Regions from separate parts of the Mus musculus genome. Here regions 2 and 3 are each linked to region 1. A link is a contact called in public Hi-C and promoter capture Hi-C data. All regions are on one chromosome and are shown on one strand. Each heading gives the region's core, a stretch centred on a gene start, on an enhancer-like site or on the middle of the called end of the contact. The rest is flanking DNA. Distances are from core to core; before and after follow the strand shown. Region 1 holds the start of Hivep1 (human immunodeficiency virus type I enhancer binding protein 1). Region 2 holds the start of Adtrp (androgen dependent TFPI regulating protein). Region 3 overlaps Gm10790 (predicted gene 10790).

Region 1 (4,765 bases), core at 1,062-3,561:
TGCGTGGGAACCGGGGTTGGGGGACGCTCGGGTGCGGCCTCGGGTTGGACCGATGCTCTCCCCTAGATGCTCAGCGGGAGAGATAAGGTCAGAGTACCCACAGGACCCTACGTCTCCCAAGGGGCGCAACAAAGACTCTTACTTGGCCTGCTGGATGGAGAGAAAGAGGCCCCTTGGAATCTCTCTGCCTTCCCAGTCTAGAGCCATCATTGGGATCCCCATTGTTCAAGGATTTTTGACAGTTCAAGCTGAAGTTTACCAGTTACCGGGCTGGACGGGTTCACTCATCCAATTCCGTTTATTTGCTATTTGAGGATCTACTATTTACTGTGTCACAAAACAAACCGAAACCAACTACTTAACATTTAACATAGCTGCCTTTCCCTGCATTTTGGTATGGAAAAAAAAAAAAACGCATTTAGACAATTCAGAAAACTTACCAGGAAAGTGTTCTTATATTAACTATCTCAGAGAGAAGTTTTAATACTGGTTTGTTGCTCAAGAAAACACAGTAAAATGACAAATCAAAACCAGATATGCAGTTTTCTCAAACGCTCTTAGCATTGCTGTATCTTGGAGACATCCTGGGTTCATGGATACATTTCTGTTGTCTTCAGCAAATATTGAGTTAAAAATTTCTCTCTGGCACTTAACTTTTTTTTCTTCTCTTTCTGTTTCAAGTAACAAAAACTCGACTTCTGAAGACTTTTTGTTTTTAATCTTAACACATTATCTATGTCTGCATGTTTATCTTTTGGTTCAAACAGCTCGGCTGGGGGAGGGGAACTACATTATATGTTTTATGAATCCTACCCATTGGGTATTTCATTTAATAAAATAGAAGACATCTTACTGGAATATTAAAATGGTACTCTTTCATTGTAAGGCTGACATAGTATTACCCACCACCCGAGCTTTCTAGCTGCATAATCTTTGCTCCTATGACCAAATTTACTTTTTGGTAGGCATATTTTCTTCCTCTGCAAAACATTATTTTTGGCTCTAAGCTTGCCATTACCAAGTATTCCATTTTTAATAATTTCCATTCTGGGGCTTTGTGCTTTTCTTAGCTCCAGCAAGCTAGAGGTAGGACTTCCTCGGGGGATTTTAGGGGTCAACCGTTAGCAGGAACGACCTGGACATCTTTATGAAAGCCTAAGGGAGCAAAACAAGTTTGCACAGATGGTCAGCTGTTAGTGGGCGTATGATCGCTTAACAAAGAATATTTTTGTTTTGCGCCTTTTTTTTTTTAACACCTTATTCTTTCCAACTTTGAGGTGGCCCGTACAATCTTCTATCGGCTTTTTTTTTTTTTTGTGGATGCGTGTAATTTTTAAGTTCAAACTGCTAGTATTATGCCTACCCTTGAAAACCTGCTTCGTTCCCCAGAGTCAGCTCTCCTGATATTTCCAGAAGTTTCCAGTTCCCGTTCTCTAACGCTTTCTAGCAGCCGGGGTCAAACTCTGGTTTGTAATAAATTAGTCTGTCTTCCCTGTTCACTCCCCCAGAGTTCCAGAAGCCTGCTGGGTGGCTCCGCCCCGCACCCCCTCTTCGGCTTCCAAAGTTCCCTCGCGGGTTAGTCCCCAGCTGACAGGCAGCTAAGGAGGGGTTAACTGCGCTCGCCGCTGCTTAGGCTCTGGGAAGCACCGGCTCTCTCCGGAATAACCTTGGCTTTCCTCGGTCTTTTAATAGAACATCCGCCACCAAAAAAGTGGTTTCAGTTTAGGGCTTAATAACACGTCCCCTCTGACCCTCCAAGTCAACAACCCAGCCCCCTTTCATTCTCTCTCTCTTTTTTAAAAGTTATTTTTTAAAGTTAATGCGTTTCAAGTTTCACTATGATTTTCCCCTTCCCTCTACGCGGAGCAGAGGAAACCCCCTTGGGGTCCCCCCTCCCTCCAGGGTCCTCCTCCTCCTCCTCCTCCCTACCAGGGCCAGGGCGAGGGGCGGGGCTGGGAGACACCATGACGTCACCGGGCCGGCCCACAGCCTGCTCTAGAAAGTCAAAAGACGGTAAAGAGAATCCGGCCCCGCCCGGCCCCGCCCCTCCTCCCGGGCCAACCGCCCCCGACTGCGGCCCGGCCGGGCTTCCCCGGGCCGCGGAGCCCCGCCTCCGCTGCCGCCCCGCCCCGCCCCGCCCTTCGGGCCGCGCCTCCTCCTGCGTCCTGGGTCCCCGCGGCGGGGCCTGCGGCGGGCGGGCGGGCGGGCGGGGCGGCAGGGGGCCCCGGGCCGGCTTCACAGGAGCCCGCCCTCCCGCCGCAGCCCCCGCCCCGCCGCCCCCGGGGATCCCCTGCTGCCCCGCCCACGCGCGGGGGGAAGCCGCCGACCTTCGCCCTGGCCGCCCTCGCGCTGCCAGCCGTCCTCACGGACACCCGGGAGAGGTAAAGGCCGCTCTCCCGCCGGGTTCCACTCGGTCCCTCCCGCGCCCAGCTCGCGCCTCGGTGCCCGTCGGGAGGAGGCTCCGCTTGTGCTGATGTCCCGGTTGTCAAGTGCAGCGCAGTTCCCGACGGGTGCGGGGCCGGGCGCGGCGGTGGGGGCGCTGCACCCGGGAGAGCGCGGCGCGGGGGGCGGGGGCCGGGACCACCTCCCCCTGGCGGGCGGGCGCGCGGGTGTGCGTGTGAGTGAGTGTGTGCGCGTGTGCCGGCGCCGACCTTGCGGAGGGGATGCTGCGTGCGGGAGCCGCTTGCCACTTCGGCGGGTCCTGGCCGCACGGGCGGCGGGAGCTGCGGTCCTGCGAGCCCAGCAGGTACGGAGGGCCGGCCTCCTGGTCGCCGCGGCCGCTTCTCGCAGGAGGGCTCGGCGGGGCTGCGGGAGACCAGGCCGCGGCTTCCGCACCTCCCGGCTTTGTGGCTCGCTTTCCCTTTCGGTCTTTGCCCGGAGTGCCTGTTTACTCCGGGCCACCTGGGTAGTTTCCCTCCCCGTAGGGCGCGCGCCCGCCGCTGGTGGGTCGGGGCCGGTGGGTAGGGGCGCGGGGCGGCTTGGGCTCGCCGCGGGGTCGGGCTCCAGCCGGAGTTGCGGCTAGAGAGGGGAGGGGGCTGTGGCGAGGCTGGCGCGAGGAGGAGTCTCAAGGCTGCTGCTCTCGCCGACTCTGTCCTCCTCCTCCTCCTCCTCCTGCTCTCCGCATCCACTCTAGGCTCCTTCCGGAGCTGGCACTTCCATTCCCCCCTCCTTCTGGCATGCGAAGCGCTTTGTTCAGTGCAGCGTTGCAGAGGGGTTTTCCCAGGCTCCGCCCTCCACATTCATTCATGTTTTTTCTCCTTGTGACTGTCTTTACGCTTTTTTGATTGTGTCCTGTTTTTGCACCTTGTAGTATGTATTTCTTTCTCGAGAAAGAATGGTCGATCACTGGTCCTAGTCGCCACGGTGGTGCTGTCGTCTTTGAAAATAACCACTTCTCCACCGCGGATTTAAATGTGGGCTGGACAGCTAGGGACAGGGGGGCTGGAGGCTGCAAAACCGGGTCGCACAAAGCTGTTACAGGTTGGGAATTTGCATATTTTAACATTTAAGCTTGGGAGCTGTGGGAGGTCACGTGATCGGCTTACAATCCGAGTTCACGCTTTAAAAACTTCGTAATATCGTGACCGCTTAAAAGCTTTAGTTTTAATACGGAACGGAACACTTACAGCTTTATCTTTAAATTCTCTGTGCAGTCAAAACCTTTTTGGATGCTATAGCTGATGCCTCTGTGGTAGGGGGAGTTGAGGAGCTCTATCTTTCACCCATCATTGACCGTCCTGTTTCTTATTCTTCCCCTGGCGTTAGATTGGGGATAGTTTGTGTTATGCCGACTAATAGCCGTGTTAAGAGCCGTGTTGCTTACAGTCGCAAGCACGGTAATAGCCGCCTTTTCCTTATGCGTTTTAACTAAAGTGAAAACATACATCTAAAACCTTAGTCTGGGATACATGTTCTTTACCTTAGAGGCGTTCTTCCAGGGAATTAATATTTCAGCATTTTCATGTGGTAGGCAAAGCTTCTACATTGTGTAGCTTACTCCTCAGTCCTTAGCCCGTTTGGGGTGGATAATGTTTCCTGATTTTACAGCTTGGGAAATCTGATCTTCTTTTCTGAGAGCTTAAGTACCTTGAACAAGGCCACACAGAATGGGGTAAAGCCTGGCCTTGAACCTGGTCAGGTTTGATTCCAAAGTATGTCTTCATGATTTGCTGTGTCATTCATCCCTTTGGGAGGGGATTGTCCTTGGTAGGTAAATGTTATCTTCTCAGAGGAAATGGGCAAGGTGTCATGTGGGGCCACGTTCTGAGGAAGATTTCATAATCTCTCTCTAAACTTGTTTTTTTTTTGTTTTGTTTTGTTTTTTGTTTTGTTTTCTCTTTGTAAAATGGATGAATTGGAGTTGTTAATTTTTTTTTAATCTCTCCCAAAACTTTTTTCCCCTACCTCTGTAAAATGGCTGAGTTTGAGCAGTTGATTCGGTTGTTAGGATTAAATTAGGTGATAAGTAGAAACTCTACAGTAAACCCAATAAGTGTTCTCTTGTGTCGTGTACAGTAATAGATATGAGAGGTTTTAAACAAAAGCATCCTTAGTCTATTGTGTTTGCTTAGTGATTAAACTTGGTTTCACCCCATAGGGCCTGCTTAATGGGCTTTGCTTATCAGCACTGTTGCAGGAAGTTGAAGCTAAACTTTTAACTGATTATTGAGAAAGAATCTAGTGGAAGAGGAGAGAGGGAGGTTGCTGATTTGGACAGATGGGTGGTTAACTTTCAGGCACGTTCAACCTTTTGGCATTGCAACAT
Region 2 (4,765 bases), core at 1,491-3,990, 200 kb before region 1:
TTAGTGATTTAAAATATGTAAAAGTATTTACATTAAAATGAAACCCTCCCCCCAACCCTTCAGCTCAGCATTAAATCTTCCTTCCCCAATGGCAAACACTGCAGCTAATGTTAATATTTTTAATATATATTATATATAGATATGATTAATAAACATGTTTTAATATAGATTTTTAACATAAGAAGAGACATACAGGATGACTCTCAGAAAACACCAGTGTGGGTTTCTCTGAAAGAGTCTCTGAGAAATTATTATCTTAAATACTTTGTTTATTTTCACAGAGATTTGCTTATCCCTCCCCAGATAACAATTTGAACGATTAGTGGAGCAGATTGTGCTGTTATGTTGAAATCACACTTTTCGAAGTGCCTACTCCGCTGATTTCTACAGCCAGGTTGCTTTGAGGGCAACAGGACTGGTCTCCAAACACAGTGAGGACATATTTCTCCCTGCTTACACTCGAATGTCAACACGTGCTCCTAGAAATAGGACCCCAGATGCTGCACTGATGAAACAAAGAATTATTTTATGAACTAGCAATAAAGTAATATCTCAGATGTCTCAAAAACCTACAGCAATTTTTTTTTTTTTTTTTTTTTTGGTTTTTCGAGACAGGGTTTCTCTGTATAGCCCTGGCTGTCCTGGAACTCACTTTGTAGACCAGGCTGGCCTCGAACTCAGAGATCCACCTGCCTCTGCCTCCCGAGTGCTGGGATTAAAGGCGTGGGCCACTATGCCCGGCATCCTACAGCAATTTTTAAGCACCCACCAGCTTCATTTCTCCTGAGAGAAATGATCTTTTACAGAGTTCACGTGTGTAATTGGTCAGTGAGTTCAGGTTCTTTCTCGTTGTTCTCAGTCATTTGTGTGCTGTAACCAATAGAGTGAGTTGGTTTCTTCTGACCACATTGTGAACATCTAGCACATGCACAACTGTGTGCTGTTTCTCTCCCACACACTGCCTGCAGCCTGTGCTATGAAGGTCCCAGCATCAAGAACAGGGCGTCAGGAGGCTGCTTTCATGTGAACAGAAGATCTTCTCTCTTAATTTTAATAATACATATCCTCGAGTATAAATCTGTATTTGCTTTTTATTGAAACCTGGCAAAGGATCCGGGAGATGGTCCTAACTAAACCATATCCACAGGGCACCTAACCCAGCATCCCCGAGGTCTGCTGTGTACCTTCCATAAGAAATCCTAAAAGCAAGGGCAGTCTTAAACATCATGTCATGATGGCGCCTCTTGGTCCTGCCTCCGGCTGTTCTCCCATATCCCTCCATCTCAGAAGCAATCTCACTCCTTCTGAGGCTAGGAGCATAGACTCTGATCCAAGCACATTCTCCCGGTGCTCTGCAGGTATCTATGGGCTAATTCCATCCCCAGTGAAGAACCCAAAGAATTGTTATGCGTGTGGCAGATAGGCACCAAGCATGTCTAACTGTCATGATAGAGCCAAAGGCAGTTTACCATTGGGGGCGGGGGGAGGGGCAGTGTGACCTTCTCTACCCTGCTCTATGCTCCCAGATGGATCACACATCACTAAAAGACCAAACATCACAGCATATAAGACGACCTGAGGTCTTGGAAATCAGGCAGACTTGGCTGCACATTTAACTCTGTCTCAGAATCTTCCCATCAGAAGGAAGGACATACATTACAGTTGCATCTCTAGGCTTTGCACAGAAGGAAGACGAGGAAAGGGCATTTTCTGTACTTCTGAGCATCCGACTTTCCATGGGTAACTCATTCTGTGTGCCTGGGGACTGGAGTTGCAACTCTGGATGGGCCAGTTGCTCTCAAGCACAGCTAGTATGGGTGCATGCCAAGGCTGCTTGTGAAAGGAAGGACACACCCCAAGTGCTTTGATCAGCATGAGTTAGGTCTTCCAGAACGGTTGGTCACTTTGCAGCCGAGCCTGCCATACAAGGGATATTTTTCCAGGGCCCTCTTCAGTACCACAAGTTCAATGTTGGTTGGCTACTGAGCTGCTGACTTCAAGTGGGGGGTTGGAGAAAGTTTAGGTGGACGAGGAAAGGAGTGGTGCCCAGGCAGGACATTGGAGAGGGTTTTGAAAGCACCCCACTGCCACCTGTGACTCTACAGTTTTTAATCTTCCACTTGTGAATCCCAGTCTGCCTTGGCTCTTTCTTAAAGGAACCAGGAAGCATCATCTAGCCAGAGGTTTGTTACTTGATACCTGTAGCCAGCTGGAGAATCTTTGGGATAATGAGCCGAAAAGATTCCTGATGTAATGCTTAATTGAAGGTAGGGAACAGAAGATGAAAGAAATTCTGCCCTTCCATCCAACTTATCTAGTGGGCAGGAACATACTCCGGCACCTTTTCCCAATCTTCCCAAAGCAGTTAGTTGCATTAAATCTTCTCATGGAATCTCACACTTGAACTATATCTGAGCAGACATCTGGTAGTGATTTATTGGCACATCGGAACGTTCAGAAAAATCAAGATAGTGTCTTAGGAAGCTACACAAAATCTACCTCCCTCCCCACTCTCTTCAAAGTCTCACCCCCCCACCCCCCACCCCCACCCCCAGCGACTGTTCACCTGCATGGACTTCTGAATCTCACACGTGGCGCTGACACGGAGAACTCACCTTAGCTACCTGGGTCTTCTACCAAGGAAAACGCAGGGAGCTTGAGATCAAGCCAGATTTCTAGTGGCCAGAAAAATTTCCTGGCCCAGATCGCCACCTTACTAAGACACGCTCTGTCTGAAAGATAAGAAGTGTTCGGTGGGAGTGGATGATCAAGGGGCCCCTCCCCTGAACTCACCCAACCCTCTCTGTCCTGGCCCGAGGCCAAGCAGGGAGGAGACACTCTCACGTGCAAGCTATTTCTCTTAAGACCTGGCTTGACCTTGCCGGGGTTCCTTGGGATGGCTCTTGGTGGATTTCAGCCTCATGACTAGGAATGATGAAAGGCCAAGGCCTCCCTCAGGGGCTGGTGGGAACTCATTTCGCTAATGGAAAGGCAAAGCAAGAGATGGGCAGCCCTGGTTTAGAGAGTTGCTTGGCTGCTTCTTTCAAAGGTGAGCAGACAGCATTGCTGACTGATGATGTGGCAGCTAGGACTGCTGGGAAATGTGGGTGTGGCCACTTTTTTTTTTTTTTTTTCTTTTAGTGAATAGGCGTTTAGAGGCAACTCCTTCTAAGGCTGCCACTGTCCTGGACCAGAAACGGTCATTAATTGGGGGATCAAGATAGGGCACAGGAATGTCTGACCACACGAGAGCACGTGTGTAGGTGTGAGTGTGAATAAATCCTACCTTTCGGTCTCTAAGCTTAGAACTGAGTGTCCTTTATTTGAAACCTCTGCTTAACGAGAAGTTACAAGGCCTTTGGAATTTGTTCCACAAAATCACATGAGTCCATTGTCATATTGTCATTTTTTTTCCAAATGCTTTTTTAAAAAGCACCATTATCTTCTATTGTCTCTCAAACAAAATCCAGCATCCTATCCACACATACAAAGAAATCACAGCAAAGCTGCCAAGGTTGGAGTGTGGATGGCTCCCGAGACCTGAACCCTCTTCTGACCCTCCTTCCTATGAGCAGAAATGCTTCACAGCACATGAAGGTACTTTAGTGCCCAAGAACAACACTGAACAAACTCTGGATGGACTGGTCGAGTTGGCAAATCAGTCAGAACTAGGTTTAGATCCTTACTCTGCTGCTATAGGCAGCGAAGCCCCGAGTCATGGGCTCCACTGGCATGATAAAAAAATGACACCAATAATGCAAATGAGCAAGCATGAGCTTAAAAGCTGACACCTTCGCACACCAATGCTCAGAGTACACCAGCCTCTATGGAAAACCGTTTGGCCATTTATAAATGTTAAACATAGAGTTATCCTATGACTAAGCAGTTCCACTCCTAGGAATGACCTAGAGAATTGATACTAGGAATCTAGGCACAAAGTTGCCCAGAAAAAGTGATGGCTCAGAAGATAAGAGCACCAACTGCTCTCCAGATGACCTGGGTTTGATACCCAAGCACCCACAGAAGGCTCACAACTATCTATCAGTCCAGTTCCATGGGATCTGATGTCCTCTGCTAACCTCCAAGGACATCATGCACATGTGTGGTACATAGACATACACGCAGCCAAAACACCTGTACACATAAAATGAAATAGTTTTATAAAAGTTACTCACAAATGCTCATAAGAGTGTTCACAGAATCAAGCCACTTCAAACCCTCACTGAATGATGCTCATATAAACTAAATAGTTCTCAGCATGTACTGGAGTGAGGCTCATGATAACATTCTATAACATCAATGACCTTGAAGACATGGTGCTTTGTGAATAAAGACAGGAAACAACATACACCCAAGAAGCCCATGTCAACAAAATGTCCAGCACAGACAACTAGACACAGAGAACAGATGGGTCCGGTCCAGGGACCAGAAGGCAGTGACAGAATGAGGAGGAACTGAGCACAGTTTTCTTGTGGAGTATTGAAATTGTCCTGGAAAAAAAGACAGCAATGGCAGTTTATGGTCTTGCAGACACATTTGATGCCACTAAGCTGCACACTGAAGATGACTGAAATATGTTTTATGTACATTTTTATGCAACAAAAAATGGCAAGTATCAATTTAACTAAGACAAAACTTACACTTTCGGTTTCATTTGTTTTCTTTTGTTTCAAAATAGTCTTATACAATAGTCTAGGCTGATGTGTAACTCAAGATCTTCTTACTCCAGCACCTGCATTGCTGAGGCCTCGAATCACCAAGATCA
Region 3 (4,765 bases), core at 1,294-3,793, 170 kb before region 1:
GTAAAAGGAGATGGATCTCTCTTGTGGTTGAGCTGTTGACTGGCAAGAGGACAAAGCTGGGGCTCAGGTATACTGGGCAAGCCAGTTTGCACTCCTGTCTGTCACTGTGTCCACTTCAGAGCAGGGAAGCATTAAAAGGGGTTGGCTCAGGCCCAGATACTCTAAAGGCATTACCGACTTGGCAGAGAGGCCTATCTTTGGCCTTGATGTGGTCCTCAGTAGCTCTAGGATTTGTTCACAGCCACGGCATTGAAATCTCAGGAGAGGCATGAAAGCACAGAGATGTGGGGAAACAAGTCCTGTGACTGGTTTCTCAGGAGCCTGTTCTCTGTCAAACCCAGAGGCAATGGGCTTAATGCACGATGATGGCAGGCCAGGAATAAGGGGTCAGTCCAGTACTCTTCCCCCAGAAGGGGGGTCTGCCATGGAGAGAGGAACCATCTACAGGAGTGCCGAGAGGTACGAAGTGAGGTAGAATGGAAGTCTGGGCAAGGAAAACTCTTCCAGAGAGAAGGCAGGAGGGTCAAGGTGACAGATTGGAGGGTTGAGGACTCCTTAAAATAGATACAAACTAAAGACTCAAGGTAATAGCAAGCTAGTCAGAGAGTCAAGGGAGAAAGACCCTAGAGTCTGCAGATCTTGATTAGTTTCCCACTAGCTGCTGGTTCTTGGCTAAATATTTTATCAAATGCAAGTCTTTGTTTCCTTGTATGTGAGGAAGTATAATGTAGTATGGTTTATTTTGTGTGCCTGGCACTTTAAAGAATCCTTAGATGCTAGCTGATAGGCCCTTTGGGAATGCTCAGCTGTTAGAATTGCTAGAACCTATGACCTGTTGGACTTCTGGAAAGAAGATGGGATGCAAAAAGCCAGCAGAGGCTGAGAGAGAGGAATAGGATCCAGGTGACAAAAAGAGTCCGGTCCAGTCAGAGACTAGGATCAGAGAAGACGGTTGGTGCAGGAAGAAAGAAGACTGAGTAGGGCGAGAGAAGAGAAGACAGCTGGTTCAGAAAAGAGATTGAGGAGAGTAAAATAGGAGACAGTTGAGCCAGAGAAGATACTGTTAGGATACAGTTAGGAGAAGAACCAACAAAGAACCTACAAGTATGGAGAGAGAGAGAGAGAGAGAGAGAGAGAGAGAGAGAGAGACTCTAATTGGTGCCCAACACTCAACTGTCTCCCATTTTCACTCTGCTCAATCTCTTTTCAGAACCAATGTAGGTTTTGGGTCACATGACCCAGCATGCCTAATCTTTTAATAATTAAATATCTGAGCAGTTCTATGAGGCTCCTCTAAAGCTTACTAGGAAAGACTGTTGCACGTCAGGGGGCTCGTGTGATTAAAACTGCTTTTGAATGTCTTCGCATCACCCCTTTAGGGTAAGCAGAGCTTAGTAATAAGATGGACATTTCTTTCTCTTATAATAGTCTTGTATCATGTCCCACATCCCCACTATAACATTCAGAAAAGCAGACAGAAATGTTCCTTTTCTTCCCCCTGTTTGGTTGAGCAGCTTCTGTTCCCATCCCCATGGTCCTCAATGCACGGCTTGTTATCTTTCTGAAGACGTGTTGAAAAGCTGAGTTTGTGAAGCTGTCCATTGCTTAACGTGCGCCTACGTCCACTGGTGCCAAAGAGAATGAATACTTTGATTTTTTCCTTTTGGTCAAAACTTGGGATGCTACCAGTTTACCATTATACTCCCTCCTCTGTGCACCCCCCCCCCCCCCCCCCGTATAGCTTAGAATCTTGTTTGCTTGGGGAAGGAAGATCTTAGCTCAATGTTCTCCATCTTGGTGGGCATGTTCTTTTATTCCAAACACCATTGTTGAGCAGTTGGCTGTTGTTCAGATTGTAGATCTGGTTCGATTTTGAATAACATTAACTAGATGGATCAAATTTGCCATAAACAGGCAGATTATCACCCCTAGAACTCTTGTAAATGTAGAAGAGAACCAACTCCACAGAGTTGTCCCCTGTCCTCCCTCCATGGTTGTCTATCCATGCATGCATGTACATATGTGCACACATATATACACAATAATAAAAAAATACATGTCATGTTCAGTGGACCTAAAGACTATGATTTAGAGATTCTATATAGAAACATTGATCAAGTTGGTTAGGATTGCTGAAGCTTATTGGATGGTTAATAGATGATTCTTCATTGTCTATTGTTTAGAAACACAGAATGCATATTCACTCATCTACCAAGACCCCCACAGCAGAGATTCCCAGAAAAGTTAAGGCTGTAGCTATGATCAGTACAAAGAAACAATTCAGTTGACAAACTGGTAGGGAATGAAATACACTCTTTGGAAATATCAAAGAACTGCCTTTTGGAAACATTATACAAAATTATTCCTTAATTGGAAAGGGTTAATTTGGGCATGAGAAAATTTTTTTGATATCAAAGTTTAAAATTGATAAAGACCATAAAAGTACTACTACTATTATAAGTACTCTTTATTCTCCCCCAAAAAGAAGAAGCTGAGACTTAGCACTGTTGAGAAGAGGCTCTGAGAAACACAGGTGGTGAAAAGCAGAACTGAGGCTCAGTCTAGGGCTCATGACTCCCAGTCGGTTCCCCTTTCTCCTTTCCCAGTCAGTTTCTTCTAAACAGAATGTCCCCTATTTACAGATGGAAGATGTGACTGTCAAGTGGAGACATCGAGCCTTTCTGCTGCCCTCAGCATCTCCCAGCAGCCTCTCTGGTTCAAGACTTTCTTTGTCTCTAGAAGTTGCTCCAGGATCCCAGACTGTATTGCTAAGCCATGTGAGTGCTGCTTGCCTGTCTCTGTCTGCATGTGCGCTCCCAGGCAATGCTCACATGGAGATCCTCTTATTCCTGGTTGCATTCCTTGTTTGGGGACACTACCTGGCAGAGCCAAGGCTCAATAAATATTTGTCAAATCAATGATTTAAAAAACTGAAGGCGGCACTAATGGCTGAATAAACAGGAGTCCTGGGGCTCTGCCATTCACATCTTGAGGCTGGGTTAAGGCATTTCTCTGTGAAAATGTAGAAAGACTGGGGAAAGAATGGCACATGAAACTACCGTCACAGGGAAGACATCAGGGTGGAGACACAGGAGGGGGCTGCTATATACACGTGTGATGGAGAGGAGCTCTGATAGGAAATGGTACCCACCTGATACCCATCACTTCTTGCTTAGTCCAAGGCATTACTTGCTATCATCACTCCATCCAGAATTCCCTTTTTACCTTCAAACCCCAATACAAAAGCCTTATGACCACATAATCTCTCTGGGTGTTTTTTAAAAATCCCAGAGAAGCACTATGTCTTCTACCATGTTTAATTTCTCTGCACAACTAGGTGGTGTCAGACGGCATTTTCATTGCTATGGAGAAAGCTGAAATCCAGCTTCCTAAACTTGTGCTGTGGCTATCAGGCAGACAGATTTCTTCTCCAGTTCATTTAGACTAATGCTAAAATTCATGCCAATATTTTTATGCTTCTTCCAGAGGGAAAACTAAGCTTTTCTTCTGTTTGTTAAAACTAATGTTAATGTGTTCATGTATATACGCATACATGTGTATGCGTGCACACATGTGCATGAACACACACACACACACACACAATTATCTGGGCTAGTATTTTGATGTAGTCCCCATTTACTAATATGGGCATGCACCATTGCAAACCTATCTTGCCATCTAAAATGCTTCTGCATTATCTACAACTGTCAACTTAACCAAGAAGCTCTTTTGAAAATTTCCCTTAGAGGAAGAGAGAGGAGAAATGTTAGGATGGGAGAGTCGCATCAACATTCTCAAAAGAATTCCATGATGACATCAGTACCCATCCTCAACTGCAATGAAACTGTGTGTCTCTCCCAAGGAGATAAACAGGAGGGGAACATTAGAAACAGATGCTGCCTGTGGCTGCCTTTTCATAATACTCCAGTGAGTTGTTCTCTTGATCCTTCACACTGACCTACCTTCATTATCTGTGAGCAATGTCTACCCTCACCGTAATTCCATACAAACAAGCTGTTACTTCCAATGGCAAGTCCTATGGTGATTTTATCAAACCATGAAGTAAATGAAAGATGCTATAAAAGGGAAGAGGGTGGACAGAGCTGGAAACAGCTTTTTTCCTGAAGATTTCTTTTCTTTTTTCTTTTTTTATTTCAAGATTAAAATCAGAAGCCAACTTTCAAAGAATGATGGCTCTGAATTTAATTTCCTTCCCTTTGTTCTTAGTTTTAATTCCTGCCCCGCCCCCAACCGCACTTATGTACCCAGTGTTCTCCTTTCCCATCCAGTGCCAACGATTTGCACTTCTGTCGTCCCTTTCATCTGGGAACCACAAGGCCATCTGAAACTTCTCTGATCAGCTTCAGAGGAGTCCCCTCTATCAGGTGAGTCCTTTGATAGCCTTCTTTTCCGAATGCCTAGCAAGCATAGATTCCTCCATAAGAGCAATGGCTCCTGGATCTCAGGTTTAGGTGATTTCAAAGGGTGGCTGGGCTTGGGTGGATGGCTATGTTCTCATGGGGTAGCAGGTACATGACAGAAAGAGTCAACGATCACATGAGCCCGCATTGGCACCCTGGCTATACCTCAACGCTTTTGACTTGAACAGGATGCCTTGTTGGGGAAGTTCAATCAGTTATGTTCCTCAGGAAACAGGGCCTTGGGTTTGGATAAGAAGTGGGCAGCCAGGCTGGCTAGTGTCTCTGGCTTGAAAGGGTTCTGTTGCTTTAAAGGTAGGTGGTTGATATCCAGGACTCATTGAAGA

What was found. Promoter capture Hi-C pulls out the DNA fragments that hold promoters and counts their contacts. A called contact is a pair of places that touch in the nucleus more often than the background predicts.
Region 2: a promoter capture Hi-C map of 3T3-L1-derived adipocytes shows a contact between it and region 1, with 4 times the contacts expected there. The contact joins the promoter of Adtrp here to the promoter of Hivep1 in region 1. A contact is called at or near these places in 19 of 39 promoter capture datasets (the 3T3-L1 cell line, 3T3-L1-derived adipocytes, the HPC-7 cell line and 13 more), 9 of 484 Hi-C or Micro-C datasets (the 3T3-L1 cell line, 3T3-L1-derived adipocytes, the N1E-115 cell line and 5 more), 16 of 115 datasets of contacts at active chromatin or transcription factors (T-cell acute lymphoblastic leukemia, craniofacial prominence, differentiating embryonic stem cells and 11 more) and 4 of 9 other capture datasets (adipose tissue, liver, macrophages and 1 more).
Region 3: a Hi-C map of bone marrow-derived macrophages shows a contact between it and region 1, with 2.3 times the contacts expected there. The contact joins the enhancer-like site here to the promoter of Hivep1 in region 1. A contact is called at or near these places in 6 of 39 promoter capture datasets (the 3T3-L1 cell line, 3T3-L1-derived adipocytes, liver and 1 more), 12 of 484 Hi-C or Micro-C datasets (adipose-derived mesenchymal stem cells, bone marrow-derived macrophages, cerebral cortex and 6 more), 9 of 115 datasets of contacts at active chromatin or transcription factors (bone marrow-derived dendritic cells, bone marrow-derived macrophages, craniofacial prominence and 6 more) and 3 of 9 other capture datasets (adipose tissue, liver and pancreatic islet).

The regions. Positions count from the first base shown.
Region 1 is chr13:42,049,710-42,054,474 of GRCm38.p6, forward strand. It overlaps Hivep1 (human immunodeficiency virus type I enhancer binding protein 1), which reads left to right and starts at 2,312. Exons shown (of 9, transcript NM_007772.2): 1 at 2,312-2,381. Gm28707 (a long non-coding RNA gene) reads left to right here. Exons shown (of 2, transcript XR_001780922.2): 2 at 67-858.
Region 2 is chr13:41,844,876-41,849,640 of GRCm38.p6, forward strand. Adtrp (androgen dependent TFPI regulating protein) reads right to left here and starts at 2,741. Exons shown (of 7, transcript NM_001145875.1): 1 at 2,616-2,741.
Region 3 is chr13:41,881,253-41,886,017 of GRCm38.p6, forward strand. It overlaps Gm10790 (predicted gene 10790), which reads left to right. Exons shown (of 7, transcript NR_033545.1): 2 at 2,643-2,777; 3 at 4,290-4,385. Among named protein-coding and RNA genes, the nearest start is that of Gm10790, 18 kb to the left of the region's middle. Within about 2 kb of position 2,544, at least 50 of the 459 cell types and tissues checked have an H3K27ac peak or open chromatin away from gene starts, as enhancers often do. A contact at or near this core is called in adipose tissue, bone marrow-derived macrophages, conventional dendritic cells and 1 more, where this site is marked.